6 separate regions of the Mus musculus genome follow, and all the other regions are linked to region 1. A link is a contact called in public HiChIP or PLAC-seq data. All regions are on one chromosome and are shown on one strand. Each heading gives the region's core, a stretch centred on a gene start, on an enhancer-like site or on the middle of the called end of the contact. The rest is flanking DNA. Distances are from core to core; before and after follow the strand shown.

The links. HiChIP or PLAC-seq counts read pairs in DNA pulled down with a chosen protein or histone mark.
Region 2: an H3K4me3 HiChIP or PLAC-seq map of forebrain shows a contact between it and region 1, with 4 times the contacts expected there. The contact joins the promoter of Mir100hg here to the promoter of Sc5d in region 1. A contact is called at or near these places in 4 of 39 promoter capture datasets (the 3T3-L1 cell line, hippocampal neurons and neural stem cells) and 7 of 115 datasets of contacts at active chromatin or transcription factors (the NIH/3T3 cell line, SST interneurons, astrocytes and 4 more).
Region 3: a contact with region 1 is called in an H3K4me3 HiChIP or PLAC-seq map of embryonic forebrain, with 5 times the contacts expected there. The contact joins the enhancer-like site here to the promoter of Sc5d in region 1. A contact is called at or near these places in 6 of 39 promoter capture datasets (the 3T3-L1 cell line, embryonic stem cells, hippocampal neurons and 3 more), 2 of 484 Hi-C or Micro-C datasets (the N1E-115 cell line and palatal mesenchyme) and 4 of 115 datasets of contacts at active chromatin or transcription factors (embryonic forebrain, embryonic limb bud, embryonic stem cells and 1 more).
Region 4: an H3K4me3 HiChIP or PLAC-seq map of forebrain shows a contact between it and region 1, with 5 times the contacts expected there. The contact joins the enhancer-like site here to the promoter of Sc5d in region 1. A contact is called at or near these places in 2 of 39 promoter capture datasets (3T3-L1-derived adipocytes and cranial neural crest) and 2 of 115 datasets of contacts at active chromatin or transcription factors (astrocytes and forebrain).
Region 5: an H3K27ac HiChIP or PLAC-seq map of embryonic stem cells shows a contact between it and region 1, with 4 times the contacts expected there. The contact joins the promoter of Grik4 here to the promoter of Sc5d in region 1. A contact is called at or near these places in 7 of 39 promoter capture datasets (the 3T3-L1 cell line, 3T3-L1-derived adipocytes, the C10 cell line and 3 more), 3 of 484 Hi-C or Micro-C datasets (cortical neurons and embryonic stem cells), 10 of 115 datasets of contacts at active chromatin or transcription factors (astrocytes, embryonic forebrain, embryonic hindbrain and 4 more) and 1 of 9 other capture datasets (embryonic stem cells).
Region 6: an H3K4me3 HiChIP or PLAC-seq map of embryonic forebrain shows a contact between it and region 1, with 4 times the contacts expected there. The contact joins the enhancer-like site here to the promoter of Sc5d in region 1. A contact is called at or near these places in 1 of 39 promoter capture datasets (cranial neural crest), 4 of 484 Hi-C or Micro-C datasets (adipose-derived mesenchymal stem cells, cerebellum, cortical neurons and 1 more) and 7 of 115 datasets of contacts at active chromatin or transcription factors (the NIH/3T3 cell line, astrocytes, embryonic forebrain and 4 more).

What each region holds. Positions count from the first base shown.
Region 1 is chr9:42,262,632-42,266,382 of GRCm38.p6, reverse strand. It overlaps Sc5d (sterol-C5-desaturase), which reads left to right and starts at 2,083. Exons shown (of 6, transcript NM_172769.2): 1 at 2,083-2,177.
Region 2 is chr9:41,374,587-41,378,337 of GRCm38.p6, reverse strand. Mir100hg (Mir100 Mirlet7a-2 Mir125b-1 cluster host gene) reads right to left here and starts at 1,812. Exons shown (of 5, transcript NR_131928.1): 1 at 1,662-1,812.
Region 3 is chr9:41,462,950-41,466,700 of GRCm38.p6, reverse strand. All of the region lies in intron 3 of Mir100hg (Mir100 Mirlet7a-2 Mir125b-1 cluster host gene), which reads right to left. Among named protein-coding and RNA genes, the nearest start is that of Mir100, 67 kb to the left of the region's middle. Within about 2 kb of position 2,105, at least 76 of the 459 cell types and tissues checked have an H3K27ac peak or open chromatin away from gene starts, as enhancers often do. A contact at or near this core is called in the N1E-115 cell line, embryonic forebrain and stem cell-derived neural progenitor cells, where this site is marked.
Region 4 is chr9:42,962,535-42,966,285 of GRCm38.p6, reverse strand. It overlaps Arhgef12 (Rho guanine nucleotide exchange factor (GEF) 12), which reads left to right. Exons shown (of 41, transcript NM_001359232.1): 41 at 1-2,444. It also overlaps the pseudogene Gm5831. Among named protein-coding and RNA genes, the nearest start is that of Gm36648, 17 kb to the right of the region's middle. Within about 2 kb of position 1,700, at least 11 of the 459 cell types and tissues checked have an H3K27ac peak or open chromatin away from gene starts, as enhancers often do. A contact at or near this core is called in forebrain, where this site is marked.
Region 5 is chr9:42,942,699-42,946,449 of GRCm38.p6, reverse strand. Grik4 (glutamate receptor, ionotropic, kainate 4) reads left to right here and starts at 2,079. Exons shown (of 21, transcript NM_175481.5): 1 at 2,079-2,123.
Region 6 is chr9:41,584,628-41,588,378 of GRCm38.p6, reverse strand. The region is part of intron 4 of Mir100hg (Mir100 Mirlet7a-2 Mir125b-1 cluster host gene); the gene reads right to left. Among named protein-coding and RNA genes, the nearest start is that of Mir125b-1, 4.6 kb to the right of the region's middle. Within about 2 kb of position 1,913, at least 67 of the 459 cell types and tissues checked have an H3K27ac peak or open chromatin away from gene starts, as enhancers often do. A contact at or near this core is called in the NIH/3T3 cell line, cerebellum, cortical neurons and 3 more, where this site is marked.

The DNA.
Region 1 (3,751 bases), core at 834-3,333:
CTATACATATTTCTGTGCACTGTGGGTGTGCCTGGTGCCTGCAGCAGCCAGAAAAGGGCAGCCGATTTCCTGGATCTGGAGTTAGAGATGTTTGTGAGTTGCCATGTGGATGCTGGGAAATCTAACCAGGTCCTCTGGAAGAGCAGTCAGTGTTCTTCATCACTGAGCCATCTCTCTAGCCCCGTCTTGTTTATTAATTCAATAGAATGACAACCATCCCAGGAATATCAGAAGATGAAGTGTCAGAAAATGATGAGACGTGCTCAGAAACTGAGTTGGCTTTCATCTGTATTCTAGTATTGGACCATACTTTATTTTATAAACAGAGAGGAGGCTCCTGGCTGTCGAGGAACAACTTGCTTATAGAAGGAATCAGAGTGGAGTCACCCGGTTGCTTCTCCTTTACATCTACACTTCTAGAAATTGCCCAGATGGTGTCAATTTTGGGGATGGGAGAGGAGACCTTGGGAAGTACTACAGTGGAAGCCCCAGGAGAAAGCTGATGACCAGACCCACTAAAGCAGTGCAAAGCCTAGGCTCTCACTCCAGAGCTCACCTGTGGAACTCACACATACTCCTGTCTAGTTTCTCTTAGTGTGGTGGCTGGTTTTCACCACAACTTGCCACAAATCAGCAACGACTGACCAGAGAGCCGCATGGTCCTCATCGTCTCTGTTGATATCAAAGAAGCTACCTTAAGCGCGTGCAGCATTTCTGCCAATAGGCCCAGGAGCAGAGTAGAGAGAGTATGATATCCCTTTAGCTTGCTTGGTCTTCCATCTTCCCCTGGCAGCTGAGCTTGCTTGCTGCTGCTGTCTTTGGTGAAACCCAAACTATTATTTCCAAACTTCCATTGTTGGCTGAAGGCCAGGGACTCTCCAGGTATACAGGAACTGCTGTGGCACTGAGCCTGGTAGACAGACGCTCTACCAGGCTGTTCATTTTTCCAATGTGAGACAGCCATTATAGGACTACTCTGGCTGGCAAGGTAACCAGCCTCGTGGATGGAACAGCTACTAGGGGTTTAGTTCTTCTGGGGTGAGACAACTGTTATTACTTTAAGCTAGTTTCATAAATTTTTTATGTATGTATTCATCTTATCAGTTCTGTTCCTCCAGAGAACACTGGCAAACACACTTTGTTAAGTGTAATTTATAGAGTCATTTTGGACTAGGCTTTTGCCTCAGAGCTCTGGAAGATCAGATCTGGCCAGAACTGTCTCTCATGCTCAATATATCACTTAATCAAACTGGCTTTTGAAATGCCTGGCTCCTTCTAACCAAAACAAAAAAACAAAACAAAACTAATCAATTGGTAGGACCCTGATACCAGAAACAGACGACAGGTCAATCCTCTCTGAAGTAACTCTGAAGTACTAGTCTTTTGGGCCTTTCTTCTTCTTAGGTTCTTTTCATTTTGGCCAATACTGCTGATCCCTACTGCTCACCTTAGGGAGCTCTTGTATTTTATAGAATGGGCTGCTGTCTACATTCCCGAGTCATAATTAGCCAATTTGATCTTTAAGTTCACCTCCCCCACCCCTATCTTTACCTATGTAAACCAGTTGGGCCAGATCATAACCTCTTTCTCTATTTTTATCGCTATTAATAATTGCTTTTTAAATTTACTCTGCTACACATAACTTTCGATTTACATATTTTAACGCTGCATAAGAGGACTTGCAGGGAAGTGACAAATAACTGCGGATTGATGAACGTTTGAGTCACAAAAATGGGACAAAAGACTCCACCATTAACATCAAAGGAAGCGTCATTAATCCTACTTCAGGCTGTCATTTTGCATTCATCCCGGGTCCTTTGCACGATTCTAGTCAACTTTCTGGGCGGGAAGAAAGTGGGAAGGAAAGCAAGCTTCGTCCGCCCCGTAGCAGCATCATGAAGCGCCTGGATAGTCCCGGCAGAGTGCTGGACCTGGTTCGGGGGTGCGGGGAGGCGTGGGGAGCGCGGGACGCCTACGCGGCGACCACGTGACCGCCGCGACCGCGCCGGTCCAGGTCGCGCGATCCGCCGTCACATCAGCTTATTGCGCCGGCTGCTGATTGGCCGGCTGCCTGCACATGGGCGGGGCTCTGCTGAGCGGGCGGTGTCTCGGGCGCTCTGGCTCGTACTCTCCGCTGGCTGTAAAGCCGCGGCTGACGGAGCTGCTGGGCCTGGCAGGTAGGTTCCGTGCGCTGGCAGCTGGACAGCCGCGAGTGGGAGGACCCGCGGGCGGTCGCGAGGATCCCCGGGTGCCCGGCGCCGGTACGGCATCCGCCGCACCCGTGTGGCCGTCCCTGCTAAAGCGCAGGTGGCATGGGGGGGTGGGGGTGGGGGTGGGGGTCTGGCCTGGCGGACACCTTGGTCCCCGGGGCCTGCGATGGGGATAAGGTTATATGGGAGCGGGGAAGGACCCTGGCCCGGTAAAGCTGGGTCCCTGCCAGTGCTAGAGGTTGCCTGCCTACTGTGAACCCCACATCCAGGGTGAGGTGGGAAAAGCTGGTGATTTGCTTTGCCACCGGCACTTCCTGGAGAAGGTACCAGGTTGCGAACCAGCGTCCGATTGAGGCCTAGGGAGGGTGGTGGGCCGTCACTCCCTGCCTTTCTGAAGACCATACGCTGTAGCGTGCACACTTTAAGCATCGTTAAGAAGTCACTCATACTGGCATCCCTTCTTATTGCCGAGTAAATTGGGAGGTGGTACAAGTGGAAACAATATCTCGGCGGCAGCGAAGTTATTTGACTATTTTGTGTTAGTTGAGTTTGCATTTTCATTAGTTGTGTTAAAGTGCTTACCTTCTGACCCTTACTGTCTTACGGACTTTTGCATTCATCCTGTAATATAATGAACGTGGAGAACTCAGAATTCCCCATCTGTATTTGTGACTCTAGGGAAGTAATGCTGTGTAGAACTTTTTGTGTAGGCTTTACACATCGACTGCTCCTTACAGAACAAAGCTGTTTAAGGCATTGCGCCTTCACTGTCCTGTTTATTAAGATTATACGCGGACACACGTTATAGACTTGTGAGAATTAGATGGGAGAATCTCTCCATCACTCCTCCAGATGTGTAAAGGCCGGATGAGAGGTACTGCAGAGCATCCAAGAGCTTTGGAGACTGAAGCAGGAGAATGCAAGTTCCAGGCCACATAGCCAAAGGGGGGAGGGGTGGAGTGCTTAAAATAATATGTAGTATTTTTTAAATATATAAATGGCTAGTTATTGTTCCTGTACTTTTTTCAGTTAAGAAAAATATAATAGTTTTAAGTCATTTAAGTATAATAGTGGATTTATATATGTTTACTTATTTATCTGATGCTGGGATAGGAACCAAGGCTTTGGACATACTACACCAAAGGAATATCCCTGAATTATACCCCAGGCCCATTTAATTGATAACCATGTTTTAAAGTCAAAAATTGTGGGTTTTTTTTCTGCCAAAGCAGTATACTATTTAACGTAAACTTACATTTCAAGCAATAATGCCTAATTATCTTAGAGTCCATGAGCTGTCTTTGACTTTAAGGGGTTGCACCTTTACAATTTACATACAATTTGGTATGGCCATGTGGGTGTTTCTCACTGTCTAGCACTTGATGCTGGTTGAATTGCTTTTTTTGAATTGTGAGTGGCATATATGATGGGGAAATGAGCACCTGACATTTAATGTAATTTAAGTTTTTCAGGATGAGAGAAAACATGTGTGGCTCATTCCATAAGCAACAGGCTAAGTTCCTTAGCAAACACCTCCCAGC
Region 2 (3,751 bases), core at 563-3,062, 890 kb after region 1:
ACCACACTTCCATTGGTACGGAGACCACCTGCCCGTGTAAGTGAGCCTGTGTATTCCTTAGTATTTGCATCAACACACACATCTGCATGCGCGTCTGACCTGAGGAGCCTATCACCGTGACTACAAATATCAATTAGTCAGCACTAGCTGAGACTTTCAACGCCTCTGAAGGGACAAAGCTGGAAAGACATGCATACGTTCCAGCAGCTGCATCGCGCAGCTCACAGGATGTACACAGCGGCGCCTCTCTGTTTTGCCTTTTACTTACCCCCTCAAATCTATGTCCTATTCTGGCTATGAACAGACCCAGTCAAGTAATTAGCTATGGCACATCCATAAACTCATGTGCTTCCTGGGCATGGTTGGAAATAAGATACGTTAAACTGAACTAAAACCAAAAATGCCTCTCTTTACAGCGTATTTGATCCTTTCTCCATTTTAGCCAGCTGATACGAGGAGCTAAAAGTAACTGTTCTTTGTCTCAGTGGCTCCTAAGAAAGAGGCAAGGGAGACTGAGCAGAGAAGAAAAGCAATAGAAAATGTTCAGCTGCAGAAAAGCATCCGGGGAGGTTCATTCTTCTCCACAGAGGAAAACACTTCAAGATTTACAGGCAGTCTGGATTTTGGCTAACATTGGGTTTGTTTGTTTGAGGGGGAGGGTGTGTGTGTGTGTGTGTGTGTGTGTGTGTGTGTGTGTGTGTGTGTGTGTGTGTGTGTGTTGTGGTGTTTGGTTGCTCGTGGAGAATAACAGCTTATGTTGGGCATGTCTGTATTCTGTATTGGTTAGTACTGAATGCATTCTGAGCTTACTCACCGTCTGAAATAAAATAAATAATTTTTTTTTATTTCGTTTTACAAAAACCTCCACATAACCTTTGGAAAAACAATGCACTGCCTTGGGTGGCCAAGGACACAGAAATACTGCTACTCTGAAACTCTGTGTGTGTGTGTGTGTGTGTGTGAGAGAGAGAGAGAGAGAGAGAGAGAGAGAGAGAGACTAGGTAACAATCGCTCTCCCTCACTTTCCGGTTTCCAGAGGAATGGTGTGCTCTGGAGCCCTTCATATGTGTGCTTTGTGCCTCTCCTTTCTCCTACATGGGAAATGGGATTTCTTTCATTAGTCCCTCTTGTTAGAATTAAAATCATTTTAAATGAGACACAAAGTATCTTGACGCTCTCTGACTCTGTAAAGGAGACAGTAGTCTCACCTGGAGACCCCCTTTTCTCAGCCAGGCTGGAGCAGGAGCACAGGCTGTCCTCTGGGGTCTTTCTCATCTCCCTTTTGAGATTATTATTCTAAAGAGCCATTTCTGTGTCCTCTCCTCTCGGGTACAATAGCTCAACAACCGTTTCAGTGTGTGAGGTAGCCCCAGAAGCTAAGACATTTGGAGCTGACATTCAAAAGAGAGACCCCCAAAACAACAAATCATTAAAAAAACAACAAAAAAAAAAACCCTGTTTACAGAGACAGGGAATGCGAGTCTAGCAAAGCTTTCCTAATGAGAGGAAGTGTTACAAATCCTGAGAGAGATTCAAATCAGAATAGATCGAGGATAGAGAGGGGCTAGGAAAACCCCTCAACCCCTGGGCACTTAGAAAAAAACCTAACAAGGTTGAGGAGAAGAAAGGAAATGTGCAAAATAGCCAGCGAGGTGACCCACCGTCCTGCGTGCGCCTTGACTCTTGCCGAGGGGAGTAACAGCCACAGCAGTGACATCGGAGTTCTAGCGGGTCAGGTGCCACCTCTGCCCAGCGCTCTCGCCCTCCCCGGCAGGATAGAAAACCATGCTCGAGACAGAGAAGGAGCAAACAGGCGCCACCGCCAAGTCACGGACCCCCATCAGCACCGGCTGGTCTCTGAAAGCCTTGGATCAAGGGTCCCATTCAAAGGCAACGAGGAAGCAGACAGTGGCAAATCAGACCCTGGCGGGCCTTCTGGAATAATTTAACTCCTCGCTCCAGCATTTAGATGGGGATAGCAAGAAACACAGGCGAGAGCTCCTTCACACCGAGGCGCGAGCATATGCCTGCATCTCGGTGGATGTATTTTTAGACACGCTGTCATGGGCAAGGCAGCCTGCGACAGCTTTTGCTTCCCAATGTGGGTGCCGCCTTCTCTGCAGCCTGAAAGCAGCTGAGAGAGCCCAGGGTAGCCATACACATCTCTCAGCAAGCCAAAGGTCAGGCAGGAGAAGAGCACACCCACCCCCAACCATAAGCCATTGTCCCTGTGCTCAGAAAGCAGTCGAAACATTTTCAAGATGTGTTCTAGAAGGAGGGTCATGTGCTGTGGCCGTGTGTGCACTTCCTGTCTTTGCAGGCTGAAAGCATTAGCAGGATTCAGACACACCTTGGGGAAGAAAATTCTAGCATAGGCCCGCCCAGAAGAATAAAAACATTAGGCTGGACATGTGTTATTAATAACACATACTAAACTTTTCAATGCATCCAAACCATATTATTCTAGAAAAAAAAAAATAAAGATGAGTGACCCTTTGTGGTAGATTTAAATGTGCTGTGAAAATCTGGGTATCTAGCCTGAAATTTTTAAATAATAAACTCTCATCTCATTAAAATACAATAAACTACTACACAAATACCTGGGCATTACTTTGTGAACCAAAGCAACCAAGTCTAGTGTGTTCTAATCTGATCTGGAGATTTTTGCCCCCAATGACATATTTTAGAAGACCCCCTTAAATTTTTCATATTAACGTACTTATGAAATATGTATGCAGACATACCTGATGTATGTAAAAATTCTCAAGTTAATTTGAATTTATGGGAAAAAAATCTTTTGGAAGAGTAGGTTAAGCAATCAACATAGCAAGATAACCATAAACAAAATCTCTAACTACATACCAGTGTCTCTGGGGTTTCATATATTCTGAGAATGGGGAGTGGAAATAAGCCAAAGCAACCTTGTAACATGCAACATTGTAAATAAAACTGCTTAAGACATGAGCAAAATGTCTGCCTTCCACATTGGGGAGTCTCTCTTTTCCTCTCTGCCATATGTAGGTAATCTACGAAAGAGAGCTGTCCAAAATGGGTTAACTCCCAACTCCTAGAAAGCCCACAGACACACACTCTGAGTTCTCCTCTTCCTTTAAGGGCAGAGACAGTGTACGATTTCACATTGTAAATCTCACAAGGCCTGAATAAAGCTCTCACAAGAACTGACAAAGAAAGAATAATTCACGTCAGACCAAAATGCTCCTTTCAGACAGATCTGGACCCAAAGGCAGGGAGAATCCAGAGTTCAACTCCCCATCACACTTCCCGAGTCTTTCAATTAATGGCACTGCAATCAGATCGATAGAATGTAATAAGAAAAGAGCTCTGCATTTTCTGCAGCTATTAATTCGCTGACTAACTTCAGCAGTAAAACGTGACTGGAAAGGAAAACCACTTAGGAAGATGGATTCTCTAAGCATGCCAGGCAACCATTCCCCGGCCCAAAAATGAGCCCTGTAGCTTTCTTTGCCCTTCCAGCCACTGTTGTGAGGATCGAGCAAGTGAGGAGATGGTGCTATCAAGGCTGAGCCTCGCCTTCCTGTCACAAGACACTGCAATATTCTAACACCACGGATCTGAACAAATGCATCTTTGCTTGGGATTTTGGTACAAAGAATCCTGACGTGCTGGTTGCAGCATGGGCGGGTTGGGGAGGGGCAGCCATTGTTCTCTGCCCAGGAAGGCAGTCCCGAGCCACCAAAACCCTGATCTTGGTTTTCAGTGACAGTCTGAA
Region 3 (3,751 bases), core at 856-3,355, 800 kb after region 1:
CTTTTCCAGAAAGATGGCTCTATGGCCAATAGTCAAAGAGATGAGAAACTCAATTTTTATATAAAGAAAAGACAAAAGCCAAGCATGGTGGCATGTACCCATTGTCCAAGCTACTATAGAAGAAAGATCCTGAGCCCAGGATGTCAAGACCAGCATCAGCAATGTAAAAGGACTCTGTCTCAAAGAAAGAAAAGAAGGGGCCACAGAAGAGAAGAAAATAGTAGGGAGTGGAGAAGAAAGGAAAGAAATTCAAGATGGCCAACAGCACCTTACCAAAGCGCACAGCTAACTAAGAATGTCCGCTTTTGCTCGAATTTCTGATGCTGTTTTGGTTTCCTGTGAGACACAGGCCTTCACAGCTGCCTATTTGGCTCAGCTATGATCAGTGATTTTGTCCTTTAAAAGGTTGTGCTTCAGGGCTCCCAATGGAGGAGCTAGAGAAATTACCCAAGGAGCTAAAGGGATCTGCAACTCTATAGGCGGAAAAACATTATGAACTAACCAGTACCCCGGAGCTCTTGACTCTAGCTGCATATGTATCAAAAGATGGCCTAGTCGGCCATCACTGGAAAGAGAGGCCCATTGGACACGCAAACTTTATATGCCCCAGTACAGGGGAACGCCAGGGCCAAAAAGGGGGAGTGGGTGGGTAGGGGAGAGGGGGTGGGTGGGTATGGGGGACTTTTGGTATAGCATTGGAAATGTAAATGAGCTAAATACCTAATAAAAAATGGAAAAAAAAAAGGTTGTGCTTAGAGCTTTATACCTCTCCAGCACTGGGCCTGTCACATACAAGAGAAGATAGGCAGGGGGAAGATGACATCACCATCAACCACTCCTTTAATCTACTAAGAAAAAAGGAAGCAAAAGGAAGATTCCTGTCTGACCAGGGAAATCTCAGGTCCAGGTGTCTGGAAGGACCCCTCACTAACTACATTACAAGAGAGGACATTAAACTGTGTGGGCAGTGACAGGGCAGTGACCACCATCATCAGCAATGAGGAAAGAGCCCTGAGCTGTGGTCTTTGGTACCATTTGTGTTTTTGAGCTCCCTGGTTTGTTGGACTTAGTAGCAATAAGATTCTTAAGTCAAAGTCTGATGATGCAGTTGTCCACAAGAGTTTTCTTCTATGTCTGTAGTTCCTTCTATCATGTACAGTGAGTCTCACTATGACCCAAAGCACAAGGGATGGCCATGCAAGCACAAAGGGACCCAAGTGAGCACAAGCCTGTCTACGTGTTCTCACACTTAGCCTCTGCTGCTCCCAGCACCCAGGAGTAGAGGGATCTCTCAGAGTGTGTCTGGCAAGAGATGCCTCAAACCCTGTAAAAAGCGGGAGACTCACATATCCAACCAATTCTGTCTTTAAGTTTCCGCTCAGAATTCCCTGGTACTCTGATTACCCACGTCTAAACTTTGGCTTCTCCACCCATAGAGTGGAAGCTGTAAAATTGGTGCATCTCAGAGAATGACTGAGAAAGGTGAAAGGAATAGTACTGAACTATCAACACAGGACCTGGACAGCACTGAAACAGCCAAAGATGGCTCTGCCCCTCTTGTGAATATTACCATGGCCATGTATGGATGGCAGAAAGCAGAGAGAGGAGAGGAGAGGAGAGGAGAGGAGAGGAGGAGAGGAGAGGAGAGGAGAGGAGAGGAGAGGAGAGGAGAGGAGAGGAGAGGAGAGGAGAGGAGAGGAGAGGAGAACAGAGAGACAGACACAGAGACACAGACAGACAGACAGAGAGGGAGGGAGAAGGGTAGACAGACATAGATAGACAGAGTGAGACAGGGTAGGGAGAGAGGGAGGAAGGGAGAGAGGAAAGGAGGCAGAGACAGAGGGGAAGGGGGAGAAGGAGAGAAGGACAGATAGAGGGAGGGAAGAAGGAAGAGAGGGAGGGAGGAGAGAGAGAGAGAGACAGAGAGAGAGAGAGAGAGAGAGAGAGAGAGAGAGAGAGAGAGAGAGAGAGAAATATCAGTCACCCCCACAGCCTGCCTATGATATCCATTTTCAGGAGTACAGAATATGTCTCCAGGTCAGGCTTGCTCTCAGAGTGAAAGCAAGGAACAGCACCAGAAAGGCCTGCCCTCACAAGATGGGCACCATGCCGGGTTACGCCTGGTCCTGAGGAGACATCGCTAAAGCATTTCAACAGGGCTCCTCTGAGCCAGCTCCTGGGGCACACACAAAGACCCATTCAGGGTGACTGCAACTCTGAAAGCCAGCAGATGCTCTGAGGGGCCTGGGAAGGGGTGGAGAAGCCACACAGAGCCTGGCACTAACCCTCTGGGCCCCGCCCTGGGCAAGTGGGCCTGGAGGGCTTGGGTCTGCAGCCACTCCACAATCTTTGTTTCTCCCTCTATTTCTTTTTCTGACCACGGTCCAGGGCAACAAGGACACCAGCTGCCATAGAATAGATTGAATAACGTCCCCCGAGGAGGCTGGAAGCACCACCTCTCTAATGCCAATCCATTTGGCAGGGTATTCAATCGAAACAGGCCATTACTAACTGGCTTGCTATTGCCAAGTGCCTCTTTAAAATTGTGTGTGTGTGTGTGTGTGTGTGTGTGTGTGTGTGTGTGTGTGTGTGTGTGTGTGTGTGTGTGTGTGTTTTCATATGTATATGTATTGGTGCATGTGCACATGAGGATGCAGATGTGCTGTGTACATAGACCAAAGTCATCCTTGGGAATTTAAGCCACTCCCTTTAAGACAGGATTTCTCCTTAGGCTAAGCTGGCCAGTGAACTTTGGAGATCGTCCTGCTTCTGCCTCCCTCGAGTTGAGGTTGTGAGCCTCTACCACCACACCCAACATTTTTACGTGGATCCTGGGAATCGAACTCAGACCCTTAAGCTGGCAAGGAAAGCATTTTACTGGCTGATCCATCACCACCACCATCCTGCCCAGTCTTAAAGGTGCCTCTTTGGGGAGGGAGGATATACCCCTCAGAGGTTCCTAGTCTGAGCAGATACAGGCTAGAACATGGAAGTGAGTTATTCCCCAAGATTTACAGGTGGCTCCCTGTCCTTTAGCCTCTAATTTCCTACCTGCCAAATGACCTGTTGGAACTCAGAGTAGCTACCATGTGCTTCATCTGAGCAGCAGCCTGGTTGTGGGTCCCTCCTTCCTCTCCATGTCATGTTGACTTGCAAGGAGAGTTCCTGGTCTAGGTGTCCAGCTTCAAAGATGCTTCAAGGACCACATTCCTTGGATGCAGACAAACAGGATTACCTGCTTTGCTCTCTCTCTCCTAATACACAGAAGGCTGTTGTGTGAAGGACACAAGCAAACCAAGAAGCAGAAAACAGAGACTCTTGAAGTCATCAAGGTTGGATGACATGATCTATAAGTCAGCATCCCATTCTAGAAAAGAGCTGAAAGGACTTCTCAAATCAAGGCAGTTGTAGGTCAACCAATCACTGCAGTCCTCTGGATGTGTGTATTTATCTGGACATCATGCTCTCTCCCAGCCATTTAAAAAAAGTATATGGAAATTGTCTGCTTGTCCTCTATGTTCCCAGTGGTCAGTTGCTGTACTTAACACCAGCACCTCCCAGTGCTAACACAGAGCAGGAATTTAGTAAGTGCTTACTGAGCAAAATGAATGTGCCCCCTCGCTCGAGGGCTCTTGCTGGCACAGCCACTCACTTCTTCTCTTTCCCAAGAGTATCATGTAACCTTTGCTCTCAGGAAGTTCTGACTTGCGTTTATCTCAAGTCTCTTTTATGCATATATTTCTGAGTTTTA
Region 4 (3,751 bases), core at 451-2,950, 700 kb before region 1:
GAGAGCAGCAATGCACCATACTCTTGATTTCATGGGGAGAAAGGGGGATGGACCCCCAGGCCAGGAGGTGTAACTCCTAGCTGCACCTGTTTCCATATGACCAAGAGTAATCATCCGGGAATGAGAGAGTCTATAAAGAACACTCATTGCTGCTGCAGGTGAGCCAGACATGGCCAGGTGACACCAGCCATGTCTCTGATTTCAGTCAACTCTTTTCATTTGTTTCCTGAATAGCAAACACTTCCTTGAAACTCTTCTCAAACTTGGACTCCAGTCTAAGTCCCATTTCGCCAAACTTAGGGTCCTTGAACGTGATTTTGTGATTCCGGAAGATGAGCCTCATGTCTTGCACAAAGTCTTCTACTTGGCAGTAAGCCTGGTCACTCAGCTTTTTCTTGATTATGTTCAACCACATAGGCTCTTGCACACCCACAGTCATCTCTCTAAAATAATAATAATATGGCATCTTGGAAAAAAAGGAGCTCTCAGAACAGCAATAGACTCTCAAGAGAACATACTCGCACTTCAACTGTTCCTGGGGAGCCATCTCCCTCTGCAGTATCTCAGATTCTGGAAGACTCGGTTGACTTCCTAAGGACTGCATCCTACAGAAGATGCAACTCCATGGTGTTATCTCAGCTTCCACTGTTGGGATATGACAGTCCTCATGGAAGGCTCTGGAACAAGTATCACAGCAGAAGAGTATTCCTCCATCCCGGCACACCTCACATTCATCTGAGTTCTGAATACTAGGGTCAGCTGGGGAACGATGCAAGTTCTGTGTTCTCTGCTCTTTTCTTTTGCGATGTATCCGTGGAGGATTGGGTAGAAATTTTCTCTGGATCAGGAGTTTGAGGGGCCAATTATGGCAGCGCAGGCTCAGTTTCCAGTTCTTTGACTTTCCATAGCCTCCCATCATTTCAAATTCCGAGGGTGTGAACCAGTTTCCATTCTGACACTGTATGGACTTCACAGATATCCCTTGTTTGAATTTATCCTTGTGTAACACTCCCTTCAAGTTACCACACGTCACGGGAAGCAACTCAGCACTAAAATCGGCATTTTCTTTTCTGCGTCTTCTTAGACCCCTGATCTTAGCAGTGCGTCCTGGGTTCTTTTTCATTTTCTTTCTCTTGAAAGCTGCCTGGACAACAGCTATTCTGCCACGTTTTCTCTGTACACTCATTGGCTTTCTCCATTTTGGTTTTGACCAGTTGTGGCCTTTCTTTTTTCTTCTCTGCTTCTTGGGTTTTCTTGCAGGAATGTTCCTCCTGGTGCCCACACATTCTCCTTGGCTGCTTCCCATCCTTGCTTCCAGGTCTTCTGGCACATATGTTGGGGAACACATGACACAGGAACACTTCTTTTCACGTGTGGGTTGCTGTGCTCCTGGGCCAAAATTGTGGGTGTACATAGGTTTGTTATCTAATTTTGTAATACTGGGGACCAAGCTCAGGGTCTCATTTGTGCAAGGCAAGCAGTCTACCAGTGCCCCAAACAACTTCTAATGACCTCTAGAAAGAACAAGCCCTTTTTTAGAAAGTATTTTGTTTCATTGTCTTTTGGGGAGTGAAGAAGAGAAAAGTCCTTGTTGCCAGAATTTTAGAAGCTAAAAGACTTTATGCTGCCTCTACTGCAGGGGCTCGTTTTCCCGTCGCTCCTGGGCACTGGCGCTGGCCTGCTGCCTGCAGCTGGTACCCTGCCCAAGCTGTCTTCTCTGCAGCCGCCTGCTTGAGCTTGCTCTGTGCCTGCTTCCCTCCACGCTCCGAAAACCATGATCTACAAAAACAGACTTCTGCAAGGTCTCGCTCGCCTGCCCACCCGCCCCCTAACGTTGTGTTGGTTTTGGTTTTTGTTTTTGTTTTTGACAGTTCACCCCCATTTAGTGTGAGCTGTAAAACTGTACTTTATTTAAAGGCGTGCTCTTGTTCCCGTCTGGCTGCCTTCCCCATGGGTGCTGAGGGTTTGGGTAATACACTGATCAGGAAAAGGTGGTCTTCTCAGAAACCAGTCCCTCCCTCCCAGCCATTGCCAGGTGCCACCCGCTAAGCAGACATACTACAGCAGGGGACCGTAGCGTGCACACTGTTGGTGGTTTTTAATGAGCCTCTCTTTCCCCACTAGGCTGTCTCACTTTACTTGTTCACCATACAATCATTTACTCTTTAACAAAAATTGCTTTTAAGAGAAATCTGGAACTATCTTTAAAAAAAAAACCTTATTAATAATCATGTATTTTTACTGATCACATTTTGAAATGCCTAAAAGACTTTTATTGCTCTAATTATCCAGATGCACCTTTGTAAAAAGCTCTTTTATGAATTAGCTGATAAGGCTGTATGTTTCTGGAACAAAATATTGGGTCATCTAAAACTTTCTGTTTTCTGGGGTCTGGGAAAATAGAAAATAAGAATTCAAATATTAAATAAGCTTAAAAGAACTGAGTATGTGACTTTTTCTTTGTATGTATTCCTGTTTGTCTTCTGTAAGTTGTGTTTTGACATGGGGTTCTCACCTTAGGCTGGCCTTGTGCTCCTCCGTGAGTGCTGAGGTCTTAGGTGACCCCACCACAGCCGGCCACCAAGTTCTTAAGTGGACAAGGAGTCAGTAGCCTCCCTAGCAGTGACTCTCCTGGCCTTCCTGCTGCTTCCGGTCTCATTGCTGGTGAGACTAGTCTTTAGATCGCTGTGAAGTGTGAACCTCTGCAGTGGTGTGAGCAGCTGACATTGCCCTTGTAACAAGCCAGCTTTGTCCTTGGTTTTCAAGCAGTGATGGAGGCATGGTAGCATACACTTGATACCAGGCTCTAATCCTGCCACTTGGGAAGCTGAGGCAGGCAGGGCCCTTGAGTTTAAGGCTAGCCTGGTTTACATAGTGAGTTCCTGGTCAGCCTGAGTGAGACACTTGTCTTTTTTTAAAATAGCTTTCAACTACAATTTTTGGTATATTACATCATTAAAAAAACTTGATATGACACATTAATTTTGCTGTTTTTCCATTTTTAAGTGATGAGATCCATGTGTCAGCTTTTGTGGCACATGCAGGAAGTGGTTCTGCCTATTTGTGCATGTCATTCTTTTAGAAGGCTGACTGCCTTTAGCATTGTCTGTATTTTGAGGTGTAGGTATAATTTCACCTTTTCTTGGGATGTTTTTAAACATTCGAGGATACACTGGCTGAAAAGCCTAATAAGATGCTTAACAAATAATTAATACTGTGGGATATAGTTTAGCTAAACCTTTTAGCCTCTCCTATGGTAACTGTAGTCTAAGCCCTGTTAGACAGCGGCTCCTGTGGGGCTGGAGAGATGGCCCGGCTTAAGAACGTGTGCTGCCTTTCCAGGCCGGGGGTGCTCTTCCCAGGAGCCAGACCAGGTGGCTTCTCTCCATCTGTAACTCCAGCTTCAGGGGACCTGACACCCCCATCTGGCCTTGATGGGCACCTGCGCACACATACATGTTCCTGTCTTAGTCATTTTTTACAGAAGTAATTGTTGACTCCTTGACATAGCCAGGAGGCACACAGGCCACACAGCGCCAAGGGATTCAGTCCCGCCCCTCCTCGCCCTTGTCGGGTGATCTTGACTGGGCTTACCTCTGCAGTTTTCATTCTCTCACATGGACTCAACTGCCCACAGGCTATTGAGTCTGAAGCCAGCTTATTATGCATTCAAAGAAGATCGCCCTTACCAGGTAAGGTAACAAGCTGTGTAAAGATATTAAAATCTCACACAGACATCTCTGTATGCAAA
Region 5 (3,751 bases), core at 830-3,329, 680 kb before region 1:
GAAGACAATCTACCCTCACAGGAAGTGAAGAGACGGGAGTTTTCACAAGGCCGCAGGTTACCAGCAGGTTACAGGTTACTAGTCTTAAAACCAACCCCTCACACCTCCCTTGGCTCATAGAATGAGCTTCCAAGGCCAACGAATACGAAGAAACGTTTTTCATATTGAATTATCTTCCTGTCCTAACTCTTAAACCTCTATGGGCGTGCTGTTGTTGAATTCTTCCAGTAGACTAAGAACCATGCATGTCACTCTGAAGTCACCAGGGACTGTGAAATAACTTATCCTGCTCACAGGGATGCCCCTCACTGCTGTCAGCCCAGAGCAGGTTCTGCATACACTACCGATACCGTCCTCTCACTCACGCTAACAGGTTCTAGCATTCCAAGGCAGGGAAAGGCGCTGCAGTCACCTCAGGATAGGATAGGAGTGTCCCACAGATCACCTTCAACTCATTCAGAAGGCAGGGTAAGGTCCACCTTGCCAAGTTGATGTGAAAGCCTTTGGGAATGGCACTTGAATAAATGGTGTAGTCTTGACACAGGATAAATGTTAAAAAAAAAAAAAACTGGACTGAAGAAATGGAATCCTATCCAATATGGAAACCTTTGACCTGTGCTGAGGCAGGTTGGATTCAACTTAACCTCATGGATTGGTTTTATTAGGTCAGTAGAAAGTCAGGTAGCTTGTGTTCCTGACATCCGTCTGACAGTTGATTGAGGAAAGACCGAAGGGACTGGAGCTATCCAGAGTGGCCGGTCCTGTGCCAACAGAGCACTCATAAAGTCCAGTCTGGGAGAGGAGGTGGGAGAGAGAACAGGCTCTTACAACCACAATCGCCACCCCCCCCAGCCCCCCAAGCAGGTAACTCAGCTCTGCTGCCCTCCCGGCATGATATAGGGAGTGTCAACAAATATCCTGTAGTCCGTGTATATTGTCCTCCCAGGCCCTAGAACCAACCAAGAATGCCTAGAACAGCCCCTTCGTGGAGACTTTAGGGTAAGCAGGTGGTTAGGTGTGAAGGAAGAGTGGGAGACGATTGGGAGGCTGGCTTAGATGCTTTCCGGGTTTGTCTACGGCTAAGACTCTGGGTTTGAAATGAGGAACTAATCGGTTTGAGGAAGTCACTTGACCCCCTGAGGCCTCCTGCTCCTCTGCCCTCTCCTTTTCTAGCCCCCCACCCACCCACCCCAAGGCTGCTATGATGTGGCCAAATGATCCCTCAAACCAAGTAGCTTGGTTCTCTCTTGGTCCAGCCCCCAGCTCCTGGTGAAGGCTAGGTCTTTCACCTTTCCTAGGCCGAGGTTTCCTTATGTGTAGCATAAAGTGACAACTTCTCCCAGGAGGTCTGTGTGCACAAACCAGTAGACTTCCAAACGTGAGCTGTGGTTCTTCGGCCTCCTGAAACATTGTGGTCTATCTGGCCTTGCTAAAGCAAAGCTTCACCCAGCTCCGCGCCACCACCGAGGAGGCCGCAGTCTCTACGCCTCGTCCCCTAGGTCTGGCCCCTAAAACGCCACCAGGAGTCGCCCTTCGCCCACCGAAGCAGGCCAAGCTAATAACTCCTGCGGACCAGGGCGGGCTGCCCCTTGGCGCTGGATGGTGAAGTGTACCCCAGCTCCTCACTTGGGGGTCAGTCCTCTGCAGCGCCCACCCGGAGCCCCCCCATCCCCGGCCCGCCGTCTCCCGATCGTCCGGATCAGGGAAGCTGCAAGTTTGGCTCTGTCTGTTCCGGCCTCCCCGCCTCGCCGCTCGGCTACCTAGGTCCGGGTCCCCAGCTAAAGACCCCGCCGGCGAGCGGAGACTCCGGCGGCCGCGGCCCGGAAGGGACGCCCCCTCCCCGGCCGGCCGCGTGCGGGACCGCCGCAGTTCCCTCACTGCCCGCCGGGCGGCGCCTCAGCGCCTTTCCGCGCGCCTCCCGCGCTGCCCGCTCCCGGCTCGCTCGCAGCCGGACACAGACTCTGCCTTCGGCTGCTGGCGGATCGAGCTGGAGCCGCCGCCGCCGCCGCTGCGGAAGAAAAAAAAAAAAAGAAAAAAAAAAAAAAAAGGGAAAACAACAGCCGGGCCGCCGGCCGAGCAACGTCGGGTCCCCAGCTTGGCGCCCGGAGTGCGGAGCCGCCCAGGTAAGGGCAGCAGCCCCCGCGCCGCCCCCGACCGGCGCCCTACGCTGTCTCCCCGCGCCCCCCGGGGCTGCGCCGCACCCCGACTTCTGACGTCTCCGCCGCTAGCTCCCTCCGGGCCGCGGCCCGCACCCTGCCTGGCCCCGCTCCCGCCTCCAGCTGCCCAGTCCCCTGCACTCTGATGCCTGCGACCCCGGATTCTCCGCTGAGCCCCCGCCACCTTGCCCCGTACTTCCCCTAGTCTCCATCCCTGCCTGCTTCCCCCTGCGCCTCCTCTCCTCCGCTCCGATCCTCCTTCTGTGATCCTCCCTCTTCCCAGTCCAACTCCCAGCCCAGCCTCTGCCCCCTGCAGGGATGACGGCCCCTTCCCGACACTGGCGATTCTACCCCGCCTCGTCACCCTCGGCTTCTCCTACGGGCCGCTCTTGCCCGCCACAGTCTTCCATCAGACCAGCCCGGCTTCTGAGCCCCCTTCTCCCTTCCCTCTTTGCCATCTGTCTTGACCACCCCTGCTCGGGCCCTGGACTCCGGCCACCACCACACCCCCAACCCTGCACGCCGTCTTGCTTTGGGCCAAGCCAGCGTCCTATCAGAAATGACCCTCCTTCTTGCGACTAATGGGCCTCTTAGCCATCCCACCCTAGTTCACCCGAGTGGGAAGTAAGGGAAAAACTCTGGAGACCTGCATTGGGCGCTGGAGGGGGAAGGGGATCAGTGGAGGGGGAGGGGAGCTAAGGAGATGTTCTTTAGTGAGGACCGGGCAGAGCCGGAGTGGTTCCGACCCAGCTTGGGGTGGAAGGCGCCCTGGTGACGGCTGGGACAGGGGGTTTGTCCAAGGCGCCAAGAGCACCTGTGCCTCCCTCCCTGGGCTCCCTGGAGCTGAGGAAAGTGAGGGAGGAGGTGGAGCCTGGGGAGAGTTGGCCCAGGGCTTTGGGGTTGGGGGAGGCGCGACCAAAGGGATAGACAAGGCACGCGGGCCAGGTTGCCTGGCTGTAGCCAGGCTATGCAGGCTGAGCTGGTCCCCTCTTGGACCTTGGGCTGTGTGGTTCTTGGCATCTGTACTTGATGCTGCCATCTTCCTCTTGGTGCTGTTGTCTGGTGATGCCACGCGGTGCCACCTCCCTGCCTCCCTCCAGTGGCTCTTCTGGGCATGTCTCCCAGGGGCCTGGGCTGTCTGGAAAGAGGAGGGGAACTCTGGCTGGGCCTGGCCACTGTGCCTGACAAGTAGGTATCTCTTGAGACCAGGGCAGGAGGGCTGAGGGTTGGCCAAGAGGATCTGAGCCCTGCCAGGGACAAAGAGAACTATCTTCTTTTTGGCTCCAGTGGGTCGTCTGGTGGTAGTGTCCCTTTTGGGAGCACCTGGAAAAGCTAGCCTTGTAGTCCCTGGGTCAGAGCTGCAGGGGTGTGGCTTGAGAGGGAGCAATCCTGTCTTGCTTTGATCCTGGAGTGTCCTAGTGGTGGCAAGGGGCTGGAGAGGTCGGCTGAGTTCCAGCTCTGCCAGGGAAGGAAGCCCCTGGAATTCCGCCGGGCCTCTTCAGGCTGGCTTTCTTTGCGGAGGCCGTGGCTCATGCTTCATCGTTAATCAGGTTTATTATTTTCCTCACTGGCTGGATGTATTCCTCAAGGTCGTG
Region 6 (3,751 bases), core at 664-3,163, 680 kb after region 1:
AAAAAAAAAAAAAAAAGAAACAAGCTATATATGGCTTTGATGTTTTATATAGCCAACCCATGCAAAACAGGCTTTTATATGCTATGTATATTATAAACACTATTAAAAGGAATTTTAAGGAATGAATATGAAGTGGACAGTAGGAGAAAGGTCAGATTCCACATGTTTGTCGAGAGTTAAAAATTTTACAGCTTTGTTCTTTGGGTTCTATACCTACCTAATTGCAAGAGCAGTGGAGTAGCATCATCTATTCAATGCAAAGTTCTCTTGAGATCCTTTTTGTAATTTGAATGAAGAAGCAAAAACTTAGGGCCTCACATAGTCTTACTCTGTAACAATTCTCTAAGCTTGTCTCGACAAGCTCACCACCTACTGCATACATGGCAAATGGCAAGTAGCAGGCTGACCAGCCAACTCACTGTGATCTGCCTGGGCTTTTTCTTAATAGGTAGATCTTGGGGGGGGGGGGCAGCTCGCTGGAGGGGGCTCCCCAGTGGAGCCATCAGTAGATCTCTGGAATCGTGTTGAGGCCCCAAAAGGGAACTGAAGTTAGTGGATAAGAGTCTCAGTTACTCATCTCGTGACATGCAAAATGGAGGGGAAAAACAGAAAATTGTTTATTATTGTTAATGGTTTGATTGCTTTTATTAGATTAAAAATCATCATCTCTGGCAAATGCCATGTCTCTGATTCCAACAAAGGAAATGGATTCCTTATGTGTAATATGTACTTTTCTGTTGTTCTCTGTGCTTCCGAGTTATCCACAGCCAGGATGAAGACCAAACTCACAAAGAACTGCAAATATTTTGCAAAGAATTCAAATTTTCTCCAGTGAGGAGCCTTTGAAAGATCAAGAGTTTGCAACATCTAGGTTTTCCACTTTCATTCTCATGGAAGCACACATGAAGCAAAGTCCTTTTATTCTTGTATTAATTAACAAGGAATTAAAAAAAAAACCCTAAGCTGACTTACAAAGCACTCTCCTCCCAAGCAATTCCAAGCATGAGACATGCCCGAGGATGGGGGGTGATGGGGACACACTCAAGTAGGCTACAGATAAAGCAAAGCACAGCTATATGCACATTAGTATAATTACAGATTGCAAATTATGCCGGATGTATCTAATATCTAATTTTTTGAAAGCTGACTCCACTTGAGACTTCAATAACAGCGTCAACATTTTGCAGGTGGCTTCTCTGTACAGTATCCAATGGGAATTATTCTTCCAATGCTTATAGCCCTCAAGTTAAACCTGGAGCTCCCCCTTAAAGGACCAATGGACACTGAAAACTGAGAATAGCACCTAGACAAAGGAAATGGAGTAGGGGGAGACCCTGGAAGACACTGAGTACAGTTGCTTATTTCTGTGACGATGATACTTACTTGGTTCAAGCAATAAGGAACTTGAACATCCGTCATTAGAAAATGTAGGAGAGGCTACATGCATGTTGAGGAAGCCAACTGAAAGGTTAAGGGTTGGGCATTTCTTAGATCTATGGATAAAAGGGGAAATGAGCATCAAGGTGGCACGCTCTACCTTTGACTCCAAACATTAAGCCTTATGTTAAATCCAACTCATCTAAGACATACAGTTTGTTCGTCTAAAAAAGATCCGCATTCGGCTTTGAGAAACTGGCTTTTGTCCTCGAGCCCTGCATGAATCAATCACCAACCAACTAAAATATATTTGAGATCTCAGAGAAGGAAGAGTACTCTCCAAGTTGATTGGATCCATCTTCTTGATTCCTCCTTAAAGATCTTTCTGCTAATGAGTCAGGGTTGCTGTGGCATTATTTAATTATCCGCACTTCTGTACGATGAAATATGTTGTCGTAGCGCACACTTCACAGTGCAGTGACTGCTCACATGTAATGCTGCCTCCACAGTTAGTACATTCCTTTGTTCTGCTCATAAGTGGTTTCAGAAAAAAGGGGTGGGCCCGGAAGGAGGAGCCTTTGGGGTTTGTAAAATAAAAATCATACATTCCTGGTGCATGTGCAGAATTCGATGCATTTACATGAATTCTGCTTTTGAAATTAAGTTGTGGCTCCACTTGGAATAAGCCAAGGCACATGTCGGGTGACTTCAAATGCAGCCATGAGGCTCTGAGTGGACCTTGAACATCTCTCTAGTGAATACTCACTGTAATGTAATGGGGGACAGAATGACTTGATTTTTTTTTTTAAAATCAGCAAGGAATGTCTTTAACAAGGAAGAAGTAAATTATGATAATTACTCTGAATGGTCGGATCCTTGAGCATTACTAATTAGCATTTATTGCCTGGATTATGGAACAATACAAGTGAAACCAAACTGCAGTTGCTCTTTTACCTTGAAGACTTGAAAAGGCAATGGAGAAAGATCTCTGCAGCCACCTCCGTGATGCAGACTGCAGGCAGTCTACCTCCCCACAGCCTGCAGACTCCCTCCTTATAGAAACACACCCATACGGGCCTCAGCATTTCCGGCCCATTCATCTTTGTGTGTGTGTGTGTGTGTTAGGTTCATATTTGCATGGGCTATCAGGTTCAGGAGACTAATATTCAGGCAAAATATTTTGGCCATAATACCATCTGAGGATGATGTTATCAGTCGGGAGAGCTTAGCAATAAAGAGCTGAAACTCCATGCTCCATGAAAATATGGAATTCTCCCAAAGAGATATTTGACTTAAAAACAGAACAAAGAACTCAGTTCTTGGTGATTGAAATTTTATATTTCCTCACTGACCCTTAGGACTGAAGCTTAAAAGAAAATAGCTAAGAAAAATAATGGGTTTTTGGTATAAGTACCTTTATTTGTTTATCTATCTATCTATTTATTTTCCATTAGAAATCTGTGATGATATAGGTTCTGAAATTAGAAAACAAAAATTAGATGTTCATGAACAGGTTGGCAGCACTAAATAAATGCCATTGTTAAAATTTAGCAACCAAATTTTTTAAATAAGCCACCAGGTATAATATAAGGAGAGAAAGGAGGAAGAAGAAAAAAAAAAAAGACTCCCTGAGCCGTTTATCACTCTGCAATCTCTGCCGTTCTCCACATCCCATTATAACGAATGAAGAGAAAAGACTATGGTCAGCCAGAAAATGGGCCCCAAATACAGTCACTGCTCTTCCAAATACCGTCCATGGTTTCCCCACCCTGGGCCCTTTTAGCCTGAAAGAATAAGTTTGCTTAAATCTGTGAGGAGATTAAATAGACTGGTGATAGAAATTAATTCTGCCGAATGAGCAAATGCATTCGAGTTGCCCAGATGCAAATAAGATAGATAATACTTTTCTTTGCCTTTGACATGCTAGGCGGATTAGTTTAGAATGTTAAATCTGATTTTATTAGAATATATTAGCAGTGTTTTAATTAATACCAATCAAACGTTTTTCTTTCCCTGGGGCTTGATATGTTCCTAACACTTTCTAAATCATCTGTTTTCCCCTCCAGAAAAAAAAAAAAAGAAAAAAAAAACAGAAAAACCCTACAAAATCACCAAATCACCCTTTGTTACAGTCGCTCAATTCTAATCTCACTGCGTTCTGTGGGAAGCCATAAACTTTTTGTATAAAGGTGTTTTTGCCCATAAATTTCATTCCAGGTGCCAGATTTTAAAATGAGTTACTGTTTCTCTAGCATGCCTCCTTAAAGAAGAAAGGAAGAAAGAAAGAAGAAAGAAAGAAAGAAAGAAAGAAAGAAAGAAAGAAAGAAAGAAAGAAAGGAAGAAAGAAAGAAAGAAGAAAGAAAGAAAAAAGAAA